Linked DNA regions of Sus scrofa: region 2 is linked to region 1. A link is a contact called in public promoter capture Hi-C data. All regions are on one chromosome and are shown on one strand. The core of a region is the stretch at or near the end of the contact, and the rest is flanking DNA. Distances in the headings are between cores, read along the strand shown.

Evidence for each region. Promoter capture Hi-C pulls out the DNA fragments that hold promoters and counts their contacts.
Region 2: a promoter capture Hi-C map of liver shows a contact between it and region 1, with 5 times the contacts expected there. The contact joins the promoter of ZCCHC14 here to the promoter of LOC110261212 in region 1. A contact is called at or near these places in 1 of 5 promoter capture datasets (liver) and 1 of 47 Hi-C or Micro-C datasets (liver).

What each region holds. Positions count from the first base shown.
Region 1 is chr6:1,148,887-1,156,833 of Sscrofa11.1, forward strand. It overlaps LOC110261212 (basic proline-rich protein-like), which reads left to right and starts at 4,483. Exons shown (of 1, transcript XM_021096490.1): 1 at 4,483-5,274. The coding sequence starts at 4,483. The coding sequence ends at 5,274. ZFPM1 (zinc finger protein ZFPM1) reads right to left here and starts at 5,086. Exons shown (of 11, transcript XM_021093668.1): 1 at 4,445-5,086. The coding sequence starts at 4,484.
Region 2 is chr6:1,846,168-1,854,114 of Sscrofa11.1, forward strand. It overlaps ZCCHC14 (zinc finger CCHC domain-containing protein 14), which reads left to right and starts at 3,807. Exons shown (of 12, transcript XM_005664297.2): 1 at 3,807-4,450. The coding sequence starts at 3,881.

The sequences.
Region 1 (7,947 bases), core at 3,233-5,732:
CAGGTGCCCAAGGAGGGCCTGGCCAGCCTGCGTGCGGCCCCGGCCCGGGTCTCTGGGGTTGGCGATACCAATCGGCGAGGCAACAGCTGCCTCCAGGAGGGGGCCTGTCGATGGCAGATAGGCCGGCCGGGAGTATTATTCACGAGCCCGTCAAGCCCAGGAACGTCTGGTTGGCATAGAAACAGGAGATAAGGGGCACAATTAATGGCATCGCATTCCCTCCTCTTTCTTCCCCAACTGACCCATTTAAATCCCTGGCGGTGCTGGTGCCACGCTGGGCTCCCGGTGACCTCTGGGGAGGGGCTGGCCAGGGGTGGGTGGGAGGGGCTCAGGCTGGAGGAAGCCACCGCCCCCCCCCCCCACCGGGGAACAGCTCAGAAAGGAGGCCACAGGAGACTTGGCGGCAGCAGGGCTGGGCAAAGCCCCGTGGGCGCCTCTGCTCCCGGAGGCCCATTTCACAGGTGTGGAGACTGAGGCCTGGAGGAGCCCAGAGGCCGACAGAGGCGAGGGGCTGTGGGAGAGCAGCCTGAGGTTCAGAGAGGCGGCCGGGGGCGGGGGGCCGGGGGCGGGGGGCAGGCTGCCTGCGTTCCAACTCCGGCAATTCCAATTCTTGGGTGAGAAACTTAACAGGACGTGTTTTCAGACAATACCGGGCCTGGCACAGAGCAGGCTGGGCGAGCATGAGCGACTCCTGATACGGTTCCTACTATCTAACGAGCCCGGGCTGCCTGCCCTGAGGCCCAGGAATGCAGGAAAACCAACAACGGCCTAGAGCCACGCCCACTGGCGCTCTGCTCAAGGCCACGTTCAGGGGCTGGGGGCCTGAGCCAGCCTCTCGGGCCGGGTCCTTGGCACACTGGAGCCTGGCCCCCAGGCGCCCAGGCCCGGAGCAGGGAAGCCCAGGCTGTGGAAGGCAGGGCGACCTGCCCAGGGGGCTGGCATTCTGGGCAGCAGGGCAGACAAAGCCCCTCTTTGCTCACTTCTCTCCCACCTCAGTGGGGTGGTGGTATCGCAAGGTGGCCCCTGGGAAGCAGGGGAGCCCCAGGGCCTCCCACAATTGAGAGGGGATGCCTGGCTCCGAGCAGGGACTCCCTCCCAAGTTCATAAAAACGCAGAGAGCACCTCACCCCTTCAGGCCCAACCCAGGCTCTGCCCGGAACAAGCCCTCGCCAGGAGGCACTGCCGGCCCCCAGGTGGGCGGCGGGCTGCCGGGGAGAGCAGGCAGGTGGCTTTAAAGCTCGGAGTGAATGAGTCATCCTGCGGCCACCAATAATTTGCTTAATCAAACTCTTGAAAATGTGTGAAAAACACCTCCATCTGAGATGCCGCAGCTGTCGGGCTGGCAGCTGTCGGGTTGGCACCCGTGGGCTTCTTCTTCCGGCACCCCCTGGCCTGGATGGCTTTGGCTTCCACTTGGCATCTGGCAGCCCTGGTCCTGGAGGGTGGGGTGCCCCCCAGCCCTCCAGTCTGACCTGGGGCTTGTTCCTGCCCCCACTGTTCAGAGCTGGAAACTGAGGCGCCCTCAAAGCTGGCCTCTTTCTGACCTCGCTGGAGGGCCCTCTTTCCAGGCGGGACCCCATCCGCATTCTCCCCCCATTTCCCACACTGGCTCCCCAGGGCAGCAGCCGTGCCCTAGTGCTTGCATACAGCAAGAGCTCAATAAAGACCGCCTGAGTGAATCAAGGCAGGCCTTCCCTTCTGATCTGGGGGACCTGCTCAAAAAGACCGGGCACAGGGGGATCCCCTCAAACTCCGCAGCGGCGTGGAAACCGCTTTCTTTTTTCAGGAAAACTCCAGGCGGGTTACACCTACCACTTGCCAAAACCCCCACCAACCCCCACTTGACTCGAGGGGGAAAACACCCTCTCTCCCTCTGGAGGTGGCACCCCGCCCGCTATCTCACAGCATCTAATAGGAATCAGGGGCGGGGTGTCCTCCCTCGGCTCCCCTCCCCCTCCTGCCCGGCGAAGTCAGTTCTCTTTCATTTTGACGGACTGTACCACCCGCGGGGGGAGGACCAACTTCTTGGCAATTAAGTGTGTTGGGATGAAACTCGCCCGACAGACCCAGGCACGCATGCCGCCCCCCGGCCCAGTCCGAGCCGCCGCCCCCCCCCCCACGGCCCAGCCGCGACGCCCCCGCGCTGTTGTTGCCTCGAACCCGGCTGGGCCTGGTGGCCACAGATAAGGCCCCTTATCGCTCTAGGAGATCGCCATCCGGCCGACCGGCCCGGCGCTTATCTGAGCTCACATCGACCCGGGCGGGAGGAAACCTCGGCGGGCCGGGGGCGCGGGGGTCCCGCGCTGCGCTCCGCCCCGCGCTCCCCGCCAGCGCGGCGGGGCCTATCGTGGCAGCCATCTGGCCGTCCAAGGCCGCGCTCCCGCCTCGCCCTCCCCCGCTCCCGTGTTTGAAGTTAATAAATGGGAGCGCCTATCGCCGCCGCCATCGGTTGTGCGCCTTATCAGCGCGGCACATCTATCTCCGAGCGGAACAAAAGGCGCACGGAGGCTCGGGCAGCTGCGCCCCGGCTTTGGTGGGGGCGCGGGGGGCGGCGGCCCCAAGGCTCGGCCCCCTCCCCTCCACGCCCGCGGCCTGGTCGCAGGTGAGGCCAGCGCGGCGGGCACACAGCTGCGAGGGCCCTCCGCACAGCCGCGGGCAGAGGGCGGGCGCGCGGGCGCCGCCGCTTGGTGACAATCAGCGCTCGCATCTTAACGCGCCAAGATCTGCCAGGAGGAGGAGGCGCCCGAGGCCGCGGGCCGAAGGGAGGGCGCCCCAGCCCCGCCTCCCAGGGCCGGCCCCCTCCCCAGCCCGGTTCCCCGGCGCGCTGAAAGTGGGCAGCGGGGGCTCGCCCCTGCGCCCGCTTTGGTCCCTGTCCCAAACGCGCGCGGCTCGGTGGACCGGGCTGAGCCCGGGCGCTCGCCCTGCTCTGGGCCTTATCGGTGCTGGCGATCGGTTCCCAACCTGCGATCTCTCTGCCCGCGCTATCTGCATTTCTCATCACGCTGAAACACATACACACACGCACACAGGAGAACAGACCCAACAGACGCACACAGGGGAGGAGGGGAAAAAGAAACCAGAGAACCAGCGCAGATCGGGACCTGTGGGTGGTTTTAATACTTGAGTTGACTTGATAGAAGGCGACTTTCGGAAAACAGGTCCCACTTGCACATCGAGGAGTCGGGTTACGGGAACCGGATTGATGCCTGCCTCCCCCTCTCTGGGACCTGGGAGTAGACACTCCCCCAGGAGCACTGCGCATGGGGTCCTGGCGGCAGTGGTCATGTGGACACGAAAGGCAGTGCCGGGGAGTGTGGGGCTGGCCGGTGGTCTGGCCTCCCTCTTTGCCTTCCCAGCAGTCCCCAGGACCTGCCCCTCTAGTCTGGGACATGTGCCCCCCCGCCCCCTCCCCACCAAAGCAAGTCCCCCGCCCTGGCTTTGGCTGCAGAGATGCGAAGTTACTCCTGGCGTGGGGTGGGGAGCCCTGTTTCCTGTGCGCTGCCCTGGCTCGGGCTGCTCGAGCAGCCAGGCGGCCCCAAGAGTGCGGGGCCCTCTTATCTCGAGGGCATCAGCAATGTGGACACAGCGGCCGCCTGCCCCCACCCCCGGGAGTGGCCTACAAGCTGGATAGGTGAGAAACTTGGACACGGAGAGGCGACCCTGGCCCAAGATGCAGTCCCAGGAGACCCTCCCTGACTTGGAGCAGTCGCTCAGCTAGGAGTGTGTGACCACAAGCTGCGGAGCACACAGTGCCTGTGCAGTCCTTGCCGGGACACAGGGAGGGCGGGACCTCCAAGAAGCTGTCCCCAGGCAGGGAAGGCTCCAGCGTCGAAGCGGCTGGAGCCCAGCGCACAGGCTGCGATAGCTACCTTCCCCAGCCTCCAAGGCACCAGGTTCTGGGCCGGCAGGAGTGGCGCTGGGCGCCAGCGGGTCCCACCACTCAGCCTTGCGCTTCCACACAGTCCCGAGTGCCCTGTCTCCCTCCCAGGTCTCTCTCTTTCTCCCTCTAGATACAAAGCCTGGGAGAGTCAACCGGCCGAGATAAGATCACAATTTCAGCCCGTCCCGACAGAGCGATCTTATCAGGATGGGACTTGCAGAATGGAATATTTTAAACTTTATCTGAGCCCGGATCGGGGCCGCCTTATCGCCGCACCATCTCGGGGAGGCGGGGGGAGGGGCAGCCGCGAGGTGGCCGCGCCCCCAGCCACCCCGTTCCGGCCCTCTGGGCGGACCCCCTCTCCAGGCCGGACCTCCAGTGCGGGAGCCGAGACGCGGGGGCCCGGCCCGCCGGCGGAGATTAGATTACGGCGCGCTTGGCACACAGCGCGGGGGGCGCGGCGCAGGGTGAAGGTCGCGGGCGCCGCAAGAAGAGCTGGGCGGACCGGGGGCGGGCCGGCGGGGGCCGGCGGGGGTCGGGGCGGGCGGGCAAAGTTTGACTCACGCTTGATCTGCCGGGGGTTGCTCTGTTTCCTCCTGGACATGTCTCCGGCGCCGCGCGCCCTCCCGGCGGCCGCCTCTAGCCCCTGGCGGGCGGCGGCGGGCGGCGGGGGCGCGGCGGGGCCGCGGGGCGGCTCATGCCCCCGGCCCCCGGGCTCCGCGGCCGCCCTGGCCCGCGCCCCCAGCCCGCCGCGTTCGGCCCGGCGCCGCTGCGGAGGCCGGAGGATCGGGCCTGCGTTACGGCCGCGCGGACCGCCAGGGGCGGCGGGCTCCTGCCGGCTCCCTGGCTCCCGCGCAGACGCCGCCGCCGCCGCTGCGCTGCTCTCCTCAATGGAACCTGCGGGCAGCGCGCGGCGAACCCGGCGGCCTCGGCCTGGACGCTCAGGGCGTGCGGGCGGGGCGTGCGCGTCACGGGCGCCGCGCCTCCGGGCCCGCCCCCATCCGCTTGCCCCGCCCCCGGCGCAGCGCCCCGCCCCCGGGCGGACCTCTCGTCCCCTCGTCCGTGGCCCCGCCCCGCCCCGGCTGGCCCCGCCCCGAGGCCCTGGCGGGCCCTTGGACTGGCCTAGCTTCCCCGCCGCCACGGCCCTGCCCCGCCTGCTCGCCCCGCCCGCAGGGAGCTGGCCCCGCCCCGACACTCGGCCCCCTGCCCTGGGTGGACCTGTGGCCTCCTTAACGCCTCGTTCGGCCCTGCCGCTTTGTCCCCAGGCGCAGCTGAGATCCAGTGAGTCCCGCCGCTCCGTAGCACCGTGTCCGACCGGGCTCCAGGCCTCCCTGGACCCGTCCCCCGACGCCAGCTCCACCCCTAAGTCTGACCTGACCTTATTCGGCCCCTAGGCCCCGCCCAGACCACGCCCCAACGCCACGGCTCCGACCTCCACGGGCCGTGACCCCGCCCCTCTGCTCTGTAACTCCGCCCCCAGCGAAGGAGTCCGCCCCGCACTCCCAGTCACTGCGACTTGCCCCCTCCGCCACCGGATGGGGGACAGTGAACCCCGGGTCTGGAAGCCTTTGGAGACTTTGACGGCCCATGTTGTCTTGGACCAGATCTGGGGTGTGGAGCGGGCTGTGGCAGGATGGGGCTTCCGCCCAACATCCCCGGCTCTAGCTCCAGGAGAGTGGGGGTTTTGGGGTCTTCTTCTCTTGGGCTCAGATCTGGCTGGAAATCGGGGAGGGTGCAGAAGCCAGAGGCCTGTACCTGCTCCCCCGCCGCAGACTCCAGGCCTTGCTTCTCCAGGGCGCCCCTGCTGGAGGCCCAGGAAGGAGGCCCCTCTGCAGGCTGGGCAACCCCCACGCCCAGTCCCCGTCGGAAGGGAGCGAGGTCCCCAGGTCAGTACTGCCTGTTCTAGCTGGGAGGCACGGAAACCGACTCTGCTGTCCTGGGGATATGCTCATGGGGTCCCAGGGGCCCACCGCTTTCCAGGGAGGCTCAAGGTCACACAGCATCAGAGCTGTCCCTGGAGATCTACTGTATTCTTTTATCCTTTTGGCTTTAATTTGGGGTTGGTCCCCGTCCCATATTCACAAGAAACAGGACATTAGCACGGCTTGGGGGCTAATGAGGAGACATTTGCAAAGAGGATGCCTGGATGCCTGACCAGAGGGCGGGGCCTGCCCTGCTGACCAGAGGGCTGGGCCTGGCAGGCAATCACAACTGCAGGTGTGGAGGCCAGCTGGGTGCTGAGCCCTCTGCTGGAGAGACCCCACCCCCCCATTCCAACTTCTGTTCCCTTTGCCTGCCCTGTGGAAGGGGGGAAGGGTTGCCTGGGCACCCCCCACCCCACTGCTGCTGCTCCCATAAGGGCAGGAGACTGGCAGCCAGGGCAGAGGGCTGAAGTCCACCCCAGGACCACCTACGGCCACTGGACGGACAAGAACGCTAAGGAGAGGAATTCAAGAGACCTGTCTAAGGTCAGGCACCCACCAGCTCTTCCTGCTCCCTGCCCAGGGCCCGTGGGTGCAGCCTTCCTAAAACTGCCTGGGGCTGTACCACTTCTCTGGGGAGCAGGAGGCCCTAGGCTGGCTGGTTCACTCAGCCCAGGGCTCCCACAATGTTTGTCAAGTGGACAAAGGACCCCACGTGTCTGGGTCTCCCACTGGGCCTGCTGCCTTCCCAAAGCGTGGCTTCTCAGCAGGATGGGGACCGGGCAGTCAGGCAGTCAGGGGGGGTCCGTGGAGGGGGTAGTTGTGGGCTGGACCTGTGCTGGATCTGAGGCTCCACACACAGCAAGTGGCACCCAGATTGGTGCTGCTGGAATGGCTGGAGGTCTGTGTTGAGGAGGGTTCTGAGGGTCAGGGGAGCGAACCATGATCGATTAGTGATGTCTGTCTAGGGTGCAGGAGGAGAAGGTTGGCACCACGCTGCTGGCTTCAGGCTCTGAGAGGAGAGACACGCCCTGGACAGCCCAGGGATTGCGGGCAGTGGCAGGTCAGAACCAGAGCCTCCTGACCAGCAGCCATGACAGGGTTCAGTGAAAATGAAAACAGGGGACCCCGTGGTCAAAAATTCAGAATTTCCGGGTTGGGGCAGGTGCCCGGCTCCAGGCGCGGCGCAGGCAGAGCTGTTAGTGGAGCACTTTGCTTCGATGCTCTCCCCTCTGTCCACCCTGCAAGGGGTGTTATTACCCCAACGTACAGATGAGGAAACCACAGCCTGCTTGTGACTGTCGGCGGTGTCACAGGGCCTCACTCACACAGGCCACTGCACCCTCAGGCGAGGTCTGTTGATAAAGACGATAAACCGAGGAGGGGGGAGCAGGAAACCCAGCTCGGCCCAGGGCAGAGCCACCGCCTCTGCCCGGGGAAGTCAAGGAAGGCTGGCTGGAGGAGGTGACATCTCAGCGGGGTTTTGCAGGAGTCCCTGATCAGCAGGAAAGGAGGTGCAGGGTGTGGGGTCCCACGGCCACCTGCACCCCGCACGCGCTGCTCTTCCACATCCGAGCGGAGCGCCAGGACTGGACGTCCAGACGTCACTCGTGGACGAGGCGGAGCTGCGCTCGGTCCATGGGGGGAGGGCAGTTGTCGACAGTGGCCACGGAGCTGCGCGGGGCTCGGTGTGGAGCCGGGCTGCCCTGGCATCGGCCTGGTGGTTTCCTGCTTTGCTGGATGGCAGGGCCTAACAGCGGGCCCCCTGGAGCTCTCCCCGGGAGCGCCAGGGTTTCCAGGCCCAGAGAGGCTTCTGGGGCCAGCTCTGCACGCCCACTCTCAGGGCGGTGGCGTCCCCAGGCTGTTCCGAGCCCCTCTTGCGGGCTGGTTCACAGTCTCTTGCGACGTTCTTGTGCAGCCCTCGGGGGTCACAAGGGTCAAGGCTGCCCAGGCAGAAAGGACTCAGCTTCAAGGCTGCTGTGGTGGTGACGAAGACACGGAGGCTCCGAGTGGTCCCAGAGCTCGTAAGTGCCTCAAGTAGTCGCACTCCAGGGCCTGCGTTCTGAACCCTGGGTTCTGGGAGAACTGGGTTCGAATCTTGGCTCCGTCGTTTTGTTGGTTTTTTTTTGGTCATTTCTAGGGTCG
Region 2 (7,947 bases), core at 2,557-5,056, 700 kb after region 1:
GTTTTCATTTCCTAAGCACAACCTGGCCTCTGAGCTCTTCCTCTCTGGCTGGATTTTAAATGAGAGAGAAGCCAGGCCATGGCTGGGTGGGGGCGGCGGCGGGGGGGGTGTGCTGTACCCCGAGTCCAGGTGCCCCATCTCTTGCCTGGTCCCTGCCTACGGTAGTAATTAAAATCACTAATTCAGACGCAAGAACTCAACCCAGGCACATCATAGCTTCATTGCAAAATCATTTGCTTAGGGAATCTGAACGCCAAAATCTCTCTCTAAAAAACGTGTGCTCCATCCCAGCTCTACGGAAAATGCAGACAGACGTACTGTCCTAGCCTAGACAGTGAACTCCCCGGGGGCATCCCAGCCCAGAGTTAACCGCGTGGCAGGTACCACCTGCAGGAACAAGTGAACGTGCTGTCCTACTCAGTGCTGGGGGGGTTTCTCTCCTCACTGAGCACAGGGCCCCACCTCCTGGTTACCTGCAGCCCCCTTTTCGGCTCACATGGATGGATGCCCACCAGTCTCCTCCCTTGGCCCCCAGCCCCTCCACTTTGTAGGCAGCGGAAGTAACAGTCAAGTCCCGTGGCTGCCAGGGCTCCCCTGCTGCAGAGAGAGGGACAGTGAGAAGCTCCAGAGGGCCCAGGGCTGGAGGCTGTTTTAGGGAAGGAGCTCTGGTGGCAGGGAGAGCAGAGAAAACCAGGGCCTCGGGGCCGGGCCGAGTCAGCGTGCGCCCTCTCTCCTCCCCGGAGACCCTTGGCTGCTTCCCAGGGCAGGGACAGTGTGCCTAAGAGAAAGCTCCTGCGCAAACTGGTGGCCCAACCACCTCAGGGTCCCGGCCATCAGTTCCTTGAAGTCGAGGGTTGGTCTCACTGTCCTTAGAAGCCCCAGATCCCTGCAGGACAGGATTTAATACCCGCTGAATTAAACTGAACTCGACTGCAGCTAGACTGAGGGGGAAAGGGGAGCAGATGAGTTTCCTGGGGCACCAGAATGAGGAGTGGCAAATAACAGAGATATTCTCTCATGGTTCTGGAGGCCAGAACCAAGTCCAAGGGTCGTTCAGGCCGTGATCCTTCCTGCCTCTTGTATCTCTTGGTGGCTCCGGGCTTGTCTCGGCTGCAGAGCTCTGCCTCTGTCTTCACATTGCCTTTTTTTTCCCCCTGAGTCTCTGCTTATTTTTTTCTGTCTCCTATAAGGACAATCTCACATAGGGCCCACTCTAGTCTGTGACCTCATCTTGATTCTTATCTGAATTCTATCTGCAAAGACCCTATTTCCAAATAAAGTCACATTCTGAGGTTCTAGGTGAACGTGACCTTTTGGGGGACACTCTTCACTCCAGTCCATACATGAAATAGCTAGCAGCACAGGCAGAAGAGTCAAGAAGGAGGCTGGGAGCTAGGAGACCTTGACTCAGTCGCTTGCGGCTTGCTTGTTTCAGCTGCGAGGGCTCCTGTTAGCATCTCTGACCTCCTCGGCCAGCTGGGAGGCAGGGTTCCCAGCTCCCTTTTACAGATAAGGAAACTGGGGCTCAGAGGCGTTGAAGCAACAGCCAAGGTCATACAGCTGGCTAGGGCTGGGACTGGAATCCAGGTTGACGGGCACCAGAGTTTAGGGGTTTGACAGCCAGGTTGGCCTGGATTTGAGGGCATCTCCAGCACCGATAAGGTCTCAAGATCTTTCCACTCCAAGGAACTTAATTTATCAATAGAAAGCAAAGGTGAACTGTTTTAGGTTTCAGGTTCCTTCACGTCTTAAAGACTGCAGACTTTGGAATGCGGCCACTTCCCTTGAATCACTTGAGAAAGTGAGGTCCAAGAGAACAGGGGTTATTTCCATTATTCGTGGAAATTGGTCTGGACGGGAGAAACCCGGTAGGGACACAGAGCCCTTGACTCTGTTGCCTGGAAGGAGCTAATACACCTGGGAACCTAGGCTGACTTTCACCTGGATGCCTGCTCCTTCCCGGGGGGGCCAAGAATGCCAGGTAGTTCAGGGAGACTCAGGAGTAAGTTTTCCTCCCTCCCCAACCAGGGCTCCACAATGTCTTGTGCAACTTTGAAATCCCAAGGTTGCAGAACGTCTACTTAGGAAGTTTCTAGTCCCTTAGACCATGTCCCAAAGAAAGGCATTCATTTATTCAACCAATCTCTATTGTGTACCGCCGGGACCAGGCTGGCAGTGCCGCAGGGCAGGAGGGCAGGCTTTGCTTGCAAGGGGCTCCCTGGGGTTCAGAAGCTGGCGCTCACCAGGCCTGTGCCCATGTAGCTAGCTGAACGAATATAGAAACAGGCCCGTCCTAGACCTCAGCACTCAGAAGAAGGGTTTTCTGGGAAGAGCAGGGAAGAAGGAATTCCTTGCTTCCGGACCTCGGTTTTCTTATCTGGGGAGGGCAGACCGCTAGCTGCAGTTGGAAGACACTGCGTGGTTGGGCCATCAGCTTCTCCCCCGCCTATCCCCAAATCCGTACCAATGCAAATGCGGGGGTGAGGCGTTCCTCCTGCTCCCTGACCCTGGCCGGTGTACTTGCAGTCTCTCGGTTCTCTGAGCTAAGGAAGTAACCCGCTGAAAGGAGGCCGACTTAATGGCTCCATTTGGGCGAGGTTTCTGCACAAACCTTGTTCCCGTCACACCCTGAGGCAGGCCAGCCGACTCAGAGGTGCGGGCGCCCGGCCTCTGTGAGCTCACGACCTTCTCACCGGGCCCAGGGGGCGGTTGTCATCACCCTCCCTTTCGCGGGAGGCGCCCGGGGCTCAGAGAGCGCAAGCCACTCGCCCAAGGTCACACAGCTTCGCAGAGGCCGAGCGGGGACGGCGACGCAGGCGTCCGGAGGCCCGCTCCAGCGGCTTTTCGAAGACACTCGCTACCTCCCTATTGTGACGCTCAGGAATAAAGCAGGAAAGCTGGACGCCGGCCTTCACCTAAAACAATGCTCCACGCAAATCTGCGCGAACAAAAGCAGCCAGAAATCCGCCCCGGGTTTTCCGCACGCCCGGCCCGCCAGCCAATGGACTCCACCGGTCGCCGAGGGGCGGGCCGGGGCGGTCCCAACGTGATCGACAGCCCCCGGGAGGCGTGGTCTGCGCAGGAGCGAATCGGATTGGGGACCCGGAACAATCAAGGTCCGAGAAGACGCAGCCTGAGCCAATCAGCGAGGGGGGCGGGCCCGGACTCCCGGCTGTCGCGAGAGGCGGCCACCCCGCCCACTTGCGCCTTGTCCCGGCGCCCGTCAGCAGCGAGCGCAGCGCTCGGCCCGGATCCGTCCGCGGCGCGGGGAGCAGAGGCGCGAGGCCGCGGCGAGTGCCGGCGCAGATCCCTCCGCCGCCGCCCGCTTCCGAGCCCCGCTCCGAGCGCCGCTGCCGAGCCCGCCGCGGCCTCCGTCCCGGGTAACGGCCGTCGGCCCAGCGCGGCGGCGCGGCGGCATGGCCCGGGCGGCTCCGTCGGGGGGCGGCCCGCAGTGACAGACCCTGCGGCGCGGGGGGAGATGGGGGCGGCCGCCTCCCGGGCGACGACGACGACGACGAGGAGCAGCCGCCGCCGCCGCCGCCGCGCACCGGCCGCCGCCGGGGACGGGCGCGGGCCAGGAGCCCGCCCGTGAGCGGGGGGCCCGAGGTCGCTCGCCGCCCCCGGCCGCCCCGGCCGCCCCGGGCCCCCCCGGCGCCCCGCGCGCGCCCGCCCGCCGGCCCCTGGCGGGGGTCTCGCCCGCGCCGCGCGCCCCCGTTCCCGTCCCCGGCCCGGGCCCCGGCCCCGGCGCGGCCCGCAGCGCCCGGCCGCCCTCGCCCTCGCCCGGCCGCGCCCCCCCCGCCCCCGCCCGCGCCCCCGGCCCCGGCCTCGGCCCCGGGCGGCGGCCCCCGGCCCCGCGTGGCGGCGCGGCGCGGGCGGCAGCATGGTGGAGAAGCGCTGCCCGCTGCAGAGGGACGGCGTGTACCGCTGGTTCTCGGAGCTGCCGTCGCCGCAGCGCGTGGAGTTCCTGTGCGGCCTGCTGGACCTGTGCATCCCGCTCGAGCTGCGCTTCCTCGGCTCGTGCCTCGAGGACCTGGCCCGCAAGGACTACCACTCGCTGCGCGACTCAGAGATCAAGGCCAACAACCCGGCCGACCTGGGCAGTCTCACCAACCTGACGGACGAGGTGGTGCGCAGCAAGCTGCTGGTGTCGCTGGCGCTGCTGGGCTCGGAGCAGCGCGAGGCGGCGGGCGTGCTCTACCGCACGCTCACGCACATCGACTCCATCATCCACAACTACGGGCTGCAGCTCAACGAGGGCCGCACGGGCGATGAGTTCCTGCTGCTCTTCACCATGGCCTCCAACCACCCGGCCTTCAGCTTCCACCAGAAGCAGGTGCTGCGCCAGGAGCTCACGCAGATCCAGAGCAGCCTGAGCGGCGGCGGCGGCGGCAGTGGCGGCGGTGGCCCCGGGGGCAAGAGCGCGCTGCCCACCTGCCCGGCCTGCCACAAGGTGCGTGCCCGCGTCCCAAGCTTCCACCCAGCCAGCCATCTCCCGGCCGGCCCAGCCTCCCACCTCGCATGTCACTCGGTGCCCCGCGCCTCAACGCCTGTCCCCACCTCGCACGCTAAACGCGAACCCCGAGACCCCGCCGGGCACCCCGCGCCCCTTTGGGGCCCGTCGAGCCGGGGGAGGGGGCTCCGCGGTCGGGGGAAGAACGCCCCGGGCGTTCGCGGCCTGTCCGAGCCCTTGGTACACCTCTTCCGCTGGAAGCGAGATAAGGCCTTTGTCCCCTTAATCGGGCTCTTGGGCGACAGATAACCGTTACACATTGTGTCGCCTTGGTATTTCCAAATCTGGTGTTTATTATCGGAAAAGGAAGCTGCTAGCGAGCTGGAGATTAGAGGGCACTGAACCTTAGAAGACAGCGGCGGGGCGCCACGCGGGGACCCCCAAGGCCTAGATGCCCGTTTCCCCGGCAGGCTCGGGGCTGGTGTCAGGGGCGCGAGGCTGGGGTCGGCGTCGGCTGCAGACCGCCGTGTGCACGTGTGTCAGTGTGTGCGTGTGCATGAGTCCACGTGTGCTTGAATTAATATGCATTGTGGATGGATCTGTGTGTGTGCACGTATGTATGTATATTTTTACGAAGGTGTATGCATATCCGTGTTTATATTGTGTGTGTTTGAAAACCAGGCTACTAAAAAAACAAACCAAAAAACAACCCTCCCCCCCCCAAAAAAAACCAGGCTACTCTAACAGTCGGAAAAACAGGCTTGGAGCCTTCAATGCTTGTGAAACAGTTATTTCTCCATGACCCACCTTCCTTTGTAGAAACAAATCCCAGGCTGATTGGGAGTCAGACTGGGATTGAAAATCTGTTCCCAATTAAACAGGAAGTGCATAGTGGCCGTTCACTTAGAAATGTGAACTTTTGTCTGAATGTTCCCAAACTGTGTAAACACGAAGCGTTTGGGGCTCAAGCTTATTTTGCAGCCCCCTGGAAAAAGGATTTATCTTTGACCACGGGTGGTGTCTTGTTTGGGGTTTTTTTGGATTGACGCTGACTTTCCCTTGGAAGTACAAGATTGCAGCTGCACCAGTGCCTCAGCGCCTGTTGACAGTGTCTGGCTCCCCTGAATGAAAACTTCGATGGTCTCGTTTCCTAGTGGTGGTTTGTAAGCTTTCAGCCCTAGGTTGTGGTTTTTCTCTTTTAACGTCTTCCTTTAAGTCGTGGTTGTGGTACCTACGTTGGTTTTAATCTGTCGTGTCTTTTAAGTGTGTGTTCTCATCTCACCCTGAACCCCATGTGCACTGGGTGGGCAGAAAAAAATGTTCTTCCGGCTACAACAAAGGGACAGCAGGGGTCTTTGAAACGTGGTTGTCCGCAGGGAGCTCAGTAGGCTTTGGGGTGCTAGTGGAGTGTCCCCATTCACGGGGTTTCCGTCCCTCGGAGCCAGTTTCACGAGCTTTGTCTTCAGCTAGTGTCACTAAACTGAAGACCTCTGTGGCTGTCCCACCATCCGGACCAGCTTCTGAAGGGGATACTTTTGCATCCCTTCGTAAAAGCGGGAGGTGGTGCTGGTCTTGGCGGGGCAGTGAGCCGAAGCTGGAGCAGCTGTTGTTCGGGAGAGGGCCTTTTCTCCAGCCGGAAATCCCTTTGGTGAAAGGAAGGGGTGGGCCTCACCCCTGCGGGTCCTGGGTGGGAATGGGTCTGCTGGGTGACCTCTCCTGCTGTGTTTCCCCTTTGGAGAGAAGGCAGATTACCTGCCTCATGGGCTTGCCTGGGGGTCCTGTGCGGTGGCGCGTGACATGCCCAGCAGGTGTGCAGTGGGCGCTCCCTCCTCTGTCCAGTCCTCTGGTTCTTTAAAGAAGAGCCATAACTTGAGCAAGGCACACGGTTAGGGAGTGAAGTACTTCGGTCTCGGAGTGTCGGTGTTTTCTCAGTTGACTTTGGAAGGCACAGTTGCTTGGAGCTGACAGTTGATTGTGTTCATCCCTGGGAAATGGGGGGCGTCCGCCTGACCCTTCATAATGAGGTCACGATGAGTAACCTTGGGGCCAAGGCTCCCACGTTTCAGCGTCTCGCCCATCCCCTGTGCCCCTGCAAAGCTGAGCTCACTCAGGTTTAACTCTCTGTTGCTCTGCTGCCTGCAGGTTAAGGCCTGACCCTGATAGACCCTTTCTTGCTTGGAGGGGCAACTAGTGAAATCTAGCACTCCAGGCTTTTGTCTCCTCGGTATCTCTAAGTCTGATGTTTAGTGCCAGTGCTGAGAAAGCTCTGTTTGCATTTCTTTTGGAAGATGTTGTGTTTCCTTGTGAACTCTTCGGAGCTTAGAGACTTCGGGTTTATCTTTTAGAGAAAAAGTTGTTAATTGTTTTTTATTCTTTATCTAAAGGGATGCTTCTTTTCACTAAATCTTCTAATGTGGTTACTGTTTGCACTTGCTTCTTCAAAGTACCCCTCGTGCCAAGGGCCTGTGGCAGTTTGACCGTGGGAGGAAGGTGAAACAGACATTGCTGCTTTCGGAAAGGAAAGCTGCCTTGTGCTGGGAGCGGACAGGTACACAGCTGTGCCCTGCAGTTGCTGTTGGTTTGAACTTACGCCCCCTCCGTCCATTTTATTCGAATATAGAAAAAGTTTAAATTGATCTTTGGCAGTCTTTTCTTTGTGTAACTGAGAAAGTGCTGTGACCTAGGCTTGGTTTTTTTAAAATAATAGCTCTGATGAGTTTTAATTTGTGTATCATAAAGGTCCCCCCTCTGATGTGTGTAATGCCGTGGTTCAGACAGCCTCTTGCAGCCATCCGCAGTCTAATTCCTGAGTGTTTTGTCGCCCCGAAAGAAAGCTGTACCAGTTTGCAGTGCTCCCCCCGACCCTGCCACCGCCCGTCAGCTCTGTGCCTGTGGACCTGCCTGTTGTGGACATTGTGTGTGGTGGCTGGCTGCTGGCGCGGCACACTCTTCTCAGGCACCGCTCGCGTTAGGGCCGCCTGTGTCGCACCTCCCTCCAGTTGGGCTGAATCATTGCCGTCGTGTGCCTGGGCCGCGTTTGGTGCCCTCGTCGGGATGGCTGTGTGCGTTGTTTCCGCTGCCTGTGCTAGACTTGTTTCCTCCGTGGCTGGTAGGTTCTCAGCCCCTTGCACGCTGCTCACCCAGCCGTCTTTGGGGAGTTGCCAGCACCAGGCTCTCCGGAGGGCGCTGGCTCTCGGCGTCAGGAACCCTGGCGGTGGGTGCAGACCTGCAGGTCGCTCCCTGGCCTCCCAGAGCAACAGCCGTGACGTGAGGCAAAGGACACTCTGCTCTCAGGACTGAGGGTCAGCTCTGTGGGCTCGACGCCAGCGGGGAGCCACGAGTCCCTCCTGCCCTCGTGTTCCCGAATCCTGTGGCTGGGATCCCAACAGAACCACGTGGGGAGGTGTGGACACGGTGTAGTTAGGGCGCGTCGCGTGGGAGAGTGGCAGGCGGCGGCCCTCCTCCAGGGGCATCCAGGGCGCCGACTCTGGCGCTCT